Linked DNA regions of Oryzias latipes: region 2 is linked to region 1. A link is a contact called in public Hi-C data. All regions are on one chromosome and are shown on one strand. The core of a region is the stretch at or near the end of the contact, and the rest is flanking DNA. Distances in the headings are between cores, read along the strand shown. Region 1 holds the start of LOC101168991 (LIM domain-binding protein 3). Region 2 holds the start of LOC101169569 (myozenin-1).

Region 1 (3,668 bases), core at 297-2,796:
TCACTATTTATAATCCTAATCAGTGTAGTGTATCATGGATTTTATGGGCTGTGGTTTGACTAGCAGGAATCCACTGTCTTCATGTCTTTTTCTTTTCTTAGTTCTTGGCAGAACTGGAGAGGAATCCACACCGAGGGGGAGTAACGTCAAACTGTAATGCCACCCGGAGCTGTCCCATCACGCAGCGGCGTTCATTTGACCCTGGCGGCTCCCATCACAACCCGAGCGTCAATGCAATGACATTGTGCTCCCTGATTAGATCTCTGGGTGGGAAAAAGAACAACAGAGGTCCGGAGTGACCCATCAACTAACAACCTGATTGCCGGCCGAACATCAGCAGGTGTTTGGAGAGCTGGAGATGGGCGGGGGATGCCACTGCAGGTGAGCATCACACCCTCAACTGTTTCCTCATTTCCTTTTTCCCTCCCATCCGATCTCTAGGCAAAGCTCCAGAGGTTGTAAAGGAAACTGACCAACAGGGAGGAATTAAGCTTACCAAAGGTAACACAAGCTGCCATAAGCTTCCCGACGCTTCCCCCACCCTGCATCCATCCATGTATCTCTTCTCTGATGCTATTTAAAGCAAATGCTGTGAATACAGCAGCAGTTTTGCCACAAACATGATGATCCATGCACTTAAATGTAAATTTGGGATCTTAACATAAGTGTGGTAAAGAGGAAACATTTACTTGAGGGTGAACAGCTGGAAAAAAGTACTAGTGATTAAACTTTGCAGTGTTTTAGTCATTTACATTTGTATATCAATTAAAGTTTCCCATTTTCAATGAACCAGTAAACTGTATGGAATTGCATATCTAGTATATAATTAGCAATGTTTATTAAAAGTTACAAAGTGCAGCAGCGGCTCTCCTCCAGCTTAACTATGCCAGTCTTCTGGAGATTAGATCGAAGCCTCTCTGTCATCATCACCTACAGCAGCATTACATAACTGCTGCACAGCCAAATACGACACACATACCAAACGCACACACACTACAGCTATATAAAGTTTTCCACATGCATAGTATAAGCTAAAAAGATCCAAATATTTCACTTTTCAATGAAACATTTAAGAGTTTCTGGAACATGAGACGTGCACAGTGTAAGAGATTTGTTTCTGAAGTAAATAAACAGGCAGGAAAGGATGTTTTAACCTAAGTGCATGGCAGATAAACCGTTTGTTGCTTTCTCAACAAATATGAAGCCACACGGGACGTCCTTACCCTGGAGATAGTTAGTGGCATGTTGAAGTCTTTTCCTCCCTGTAGTCTGAAGCCCCATGGAGCAGGGCCATTCAGAGTCACTGTGTACGTGCTCATCTTCTGTCAAATGTCAGCACTCCTGCTTCCAACTCCTTGCAGCGGTGCGCTTCTTCCCCCTGTCCTGTGTGCCCTTGTTCTGCTATCCTTTTGTCCCAGTCAGTGGCCTCAGCGGTGACTTCCCCCCTCGGTCAGCCCGGACTTCACGACAGTGTCTCCTTGTCTGCTCCCAGCGCTCAGGACAAACACACTAAGGCGGTGGTGGTGGTGCAGTGGGTGGGTCAGGTGCAGTGGAACCTATGAGACACACACATGGACACAGAGGCATGCAAGAACACCGTGTGCAGACGCACACATGACGTGCAGAACAAACTTTAGGCTGTTTTCAAAAGCTGCTTGCAAACTCAGAAGCCACAAGATAATCTTTCAAACTTATTTTTACTAAAGATTGTAACAAATTTGAGAAGACTTTTGTTATTTTGGCTTTTAGGGTTGCTAAGGTGAAGCAACAGACCGGCTAAGAATAGCTGGGAGTAGCACAGACATAGGGGCCCAGGCCCCCGTATAAGGCTTGTAACACGAAGCCCCAGAATGCTTCACTGTCGATTCACGTCACCAATATAGACCCCTCTTACTGCAACACATTCTTTCTCCCTCTTTCCTCCTCTTAGCACTGTCAGTCCACGCTGCCCGCACCCTGTTATGTGTAATCAGTCTTTTGAGGGTCGATGACATTCTCTTTTCCGCCACTCAGGGTTTTGTTCTGCAGGAAATTACAAATCACCCAGCACCGATTCTCCAGAAACAAATCCAGTGGGCTGATGAGACAGTCGATCCTGTTTGAGTGTCTGGAGCTCCAATTCAATTAACAGCCAACAGATGATTGAATGCAGATAGCAGATGTTGTTTGATGGGTGGTTACAAAGATGTCAAGTGACTTCACCTTTCCAGAAATGTAGAATGCCATCGGTCCATCAACAAGAGTCTGAACATGTTCCCTCAAAATGTCAAGCTACTTTCACTCCAGACTTCCAGGGGTTTGTGTGATGGTTTTTTTCTTTCTTTGAGCTTGAATAGCTCATGAACTTCTGCACTTTCTGCTGCTGTATTCTTTGAGACATGATTTCCAAAAAGGCTTTGGATTTTACTCGGCATGCTTATGCAGCTTCATGTCTTTTATTTGCATTGATCACTGACCTTTTCTGGGTTATTGTTAACAGCACCAAGGCCAGAACCTGTCCCTGACTGTTAAGTTGTATTCAGTGTTAACATAGTGGTAAAGTGGTAAAGACCCACTCAAATGAAAAAGGTGTTTTTAACATGTTATCGTGCCATTGTTCTGATGAAAGAAAATCATGTTTAACATTGAATTCCAGATTATTTCTTAATTCAAATCATTGTGAATCCGGAGCAGATGATAAAATGCAGTTTGAATAATATTATAGCACAAAATCTATGCTCCGTTCCATTTTAATTCATCTACTTGCAGACAAAAAGATCCCTGTAGGTCTTTGTTTTCCTCGTCTGAGCTGGAATCTGGCCCAAAACTGTACAGCTCCGATATTGCTCACTGTTTCTGTTGCACCGCTAATGTTAGGTTGGTGTTGTGAGGTGCTGTAGGCTGACAGGAGAGAATGTAAACAAAAGAATGATTAGAAATGAAGGCAAACTTATTCTGTGCCAACAGTTCTGCTCACAACTCAGAGGAGAATTTCCAATGAATGACTGTCACTCTGCAGAAACTATGTCCTAAAAAACAATTTTTCTAAATATTGAATAAAATCGGCATAATCATAATTAAAAACCACTTGGAACACTTAAAGAACACATCTACCTTTACGAAAATTGAAGTAAGTAGGAACAACCATTAAAAAGTTTAAAGTCCCAAAAAAAATTACAAAGTAATAAAGATTAGAAAAACAAAACAAAACATGTATTTGCAAAAGCAACCTTAAAAATTAAGAGCGCATGTAAGATTAAAAACTGTCAGGAAATTTTTGTGAGATTTTCATGCTGTTGGTTGCATAAAAATTAAAAGAGCCTTTTTTCCTATTTATTTATGTATTTATTATGCTTGACGCACAGCCTCTTTCCTCTGAACGCAGCGACCTTCCTGGTAGAAACCACTTCAGAACTTTGGTCAACATTTTAACTCTGTGAACATTTAAAAACGAAGTGAATTTTCTTTCCCCTTTTCTTTAATTTCCTGCTTTCTGAATCATATTTACAGAAACTTTGTTTCTGAACAACAGGAAGATATTTAATCTGGAACCATCCTAATGAAATTCTAAATACAAAAACACACCAACTTCACCGCTAATGGAAGATTTAATCATACTTTTATTTAGAAAAATAAATTAAAAACTGCACAAACATTGTGTACTGAGAAAACCAATTTAACATGAAACA
Region 2 (3,469 bases), core at 921-3,420, 210 kb after region 1:
AGAGATGATAATAAAAAAATGATGAAACAAATTAAGAAAAACCCGAGCAGGCAGCAGAGGGATCCACGCTTCCCTGCTCCCGCCGGACAGCGACAGGCAAGCGGGACGAGGATCCCTACTTCCCCAGCACGTTTACTACCAGTACGGGCGGAGCGGGCACACTCATTCCAGCCCCTGGACCTGTCCAGGTGTGCCCAACAGGAGGGGACAGGCTCAAGCAGCACCATGACCCCGAAAGGGATAGAGTGGGTTAAGAAAATTGATGGAAAATAACAAAATATTGTTTTTTTTCTGCAAAGTTGTGCAGAAAGTATTCATTTGTGCACAACTTTGTCTTTATGAGGTTTCTTTTTGACAGATTCCTTACCCCATACACACAGCCTTAGTAGGAACACAAAAAAAATAAACCCATAACACTGACTTGACCTGAATGAGACAAAAGGTCCAAATGGAGCATCTTTATTGATCCCAGAAATTTGTATGCGTTCTATAAAAACAAAACAGATAAAAACTGAATAGTTCACAATGTCATTGTTGTTGCTAAAAAATTCACTTTTTCATTTGAGATAAAGAATCTGTAGTCTTTTAGATGTGTTTGTCCTTTTTTTGTTCTAAAGGATCGATTTTACATTTGTGCAGCTTTCTTCCACCTCTTTCTTTAGTTATCAATGAATTGATTTGCTTTTAATCAATATGTTCCACTTTGTTAGTTTGTTTACTATGAAAAACTAAAGAGAAAAATGTTTTTTACTGTAACAAAGTTAAACGGAAATCCTCAGAATTATCTGTAGCTGGATCTCATTATATTTTAGGTGGGCCTCTTATCCATTCTTATCCAGAAAGTTGTAGCTCATTCCCATTTGGGGGTAATGAAGTTGCACACTGGCTCCAGATTGGAGTGAGCTTCAGGGAGTTCCTTAATCAAGTTAAGCCTACTTTAAGCATTGTGTGTAACCTTTGCATGCCCTTGAGGCAACACATTTCCGTTTGGAGCTGGTGTCCTTCCTGTCCAAATGCTCAGAAGAGGTGCAGGCTGTATGTCGCTGTCAGTTGCGCAGGTCGAAAGCAATTATCTAAAGCTGGAGGTAAGTCCCAGCACAAGAGAAAAAGCAGGACGGCCCATCCGCAGGGAGGCAGTTAATGTAATTGCTTTTCATCCGTTGTAATTGAAGCCCATTTCCTAGCTGGGGATTCAGTCCTGTGTGAGCTATTTTTATGAGCCCATGTTCCATGTCGCTCTGGTGAGTGGGATAGTCATCAGCGCAAAGCATACAAGTGCATACACACCAACTGTCCGTGGAGCTGCACTCAACCATCTTTTCTCCTGTGATTAATGTGCGGCAGACGGATTATAATCTGGAGATTACAGGTGTTTTGGGAGGTTCTGGTGAATGCAGGCGGCTGACGGCAGCTACAGGGGCTGTGTGCAAAAAGCTGGGTCCTGTTACCGCCTCGCTAAAGAGAAGAGGCGCTCCTGTCCCCCTCGACCAGCCTGTTTTAGCTCCAGATAAATCTCAAAGGGACAGCTGAGGAGGGAAGACATCAGTCAGCACATTCCCAAACACACACACATACATCCATCCCTGCGGACTAAAAACTCCACTGCAGAAGGCCACATTCCTCTCTGGCTAGTGTTAGGTAAGAACTGGATCGCCGTGCCCCAACTAGGGTACCTGAATTAGTTTTACCTGCAAAATGTGCAATTATTCAAAAAAAAGTATGCCATTTATCCCAAATAGGTATGCAATTTAATCATAAATCACAGTGGAATTTGACAGTCTATAAAGCAGTTTTTTGTTGAATAATTTATTATCACTGATTTACCCAATTTAGTTTCTTGGGGCTCTATTCAACAATGATCTCCACCTCAGATTAATTTAAATGAACAATTTTCACTTTTTTGGACCCTAGATATTCAGATGAAATCGAGATTTAGGCCTTAATTGTCTGTGTCAGATAATCCTGGAAATTACAAAATCTGTGAGGTTTCTTCCCCTTCATCAGTGTTGAAACACCTCCTCACTTTTCCGCCTCTTACCTGAAAGACCAAAGTATCCAAAGTAAGACACAGGTCCCTGAGAAACAGAAATTTAGACTCCCAGAGCTGGTATTGTAGCACCTGCCCTCTTCTGTGGCCTGCAGAGAGTGAAACCTTATCAGCGGGGTGTGCTCCGGTGCTATGGACCAGGCCTGGAGGGGTGGGGTGAACTGAAGAGGGGACACTGAGATGATTTAATGAAGCGGGGGTTCTGAGTACAAAAGTTGTCAAAATTTAAAATGTAAAGAAGTTTTGGATTCAGATTTTGCACCATGTTATAGAAATGGAAAGAAATCGAGCCCAATGAACTCAAAAAAAAAAAAAAAAAGCCAATACGACGGAGTATTGTGGTCACCATGAAAGAAAAACAGATAATATATGAGAATAAAGTTGTAAAAATATTAGAATGACGTCCAAAATTTACAAGAATAAAGTGATCACATTATGGAAATACATGTCAACATTTTACAAGAACAAAATCTCATATTCATTTTGTTGTTGACATTTCCAAAAACATGTCTTTAACCTCGTAAACTCTCAATTTATACTTATGTAATTATATTTTTAATATCGTTACATATTGAAATTTTTACTCATATTTCTACAAATTTATGTACAATTTTGACTTTTTTGTCATGATTTTACAACTTTTTCTTGTTTTGTTTTTTTGGTTCATTTACTTATTTATTTTATGACTCTGTCATGAAATACATCTGAAGTGAATTACAGTAAAAATATTTTTTTAAATATACTTTTTTTTTTAATATATTTGAATGTGACATTCCTACTTATTTTTTTAAAATATTTGTTGGTTTTATAGTTAATTGAGAATAATCAATTGAAAACCATTGGGTATAGTTGAAATTGTACGACGGGAAAGCAATAAAAAGTTATATTACGAAAAAAAGTCGTTAATTTGCTAAATTTTAAAAATAAATGTTTCTAGTAAATTTACTAGATTCTAGTCGAAGTGAGGACACTTTGTGCTCATCGTGAAGCTTGCTAACATTCTCAGATAGTTATTGAATTTCTTTTTGAAGTAATTTTCCAAGCAGTAGTCTCGACAAGCATTCCAAAAATATTTCAGGAAACTGAAACGTATTAGTTGTATTAATCTTAATCATTTGTATTTCTGAGGCAATAAAAACCTACATGATCAGAAGCAACTAGTACAGTTTAGAAAGTTTTAATTGTGCTACAGTGGCAAAGTGAACTTTTTTGATTCCATTACATTGTTTCTGGTGGTTATAGGTTGGAGCCAGTGTTAGGTCGCACATCATTTCCCATCAGTGTGGGTAAAGAAGCATTGATGACATGGATCAAAATTCCGTTTTAACCATATTATTTCAAATTAATTGCCACAACTACTCATCCCCAGAGATGTAACAGTGTAACAACATTGCAGATATGAAATATGTGATGATTTGGGGG

The links. A called contact is a pair of places that touch in the nucleus more often than the background predicts.
Region 2: a contact with region 1 is called in a Hi-C map of embryo, with 2.0 times the contacts expected there. The contact joins the promoter of LOC101169569 here to the promoter of LOC101168991 in region 1. A contact is called at or near these places in 2 of 5 Hi-C or Micro-C datasets (embryo and fibroblasts).

What each region holds. Positions count from the first base shown.
Region 1 is chr19:12,682,872-12,686,539 of ASM223467v1, forward strand. LOC101168991 (LIM domain-binding protein 3) reads right to left here and starts at 1,547. Exons shown (of 8, transcript XM_023949286.1): 1 at 1,224-1,547. The coding sequence starts at 1,319. It overlaps LOC110017210 (a long non-coding RNA gene), which reads left to right. Exons shown (of 3, transcript XR_002292530.1): 1 at 1-381.
Region 2 is chr19:12,896,643-12,900,111 of ASM223467v1, forward strand. It overlaps LOC101169569 (myozenin-1), which reads right to left and starts at 2,171. Exons shown (of 6, transcript XM_023949182.1): 1 at 2,039-2,171.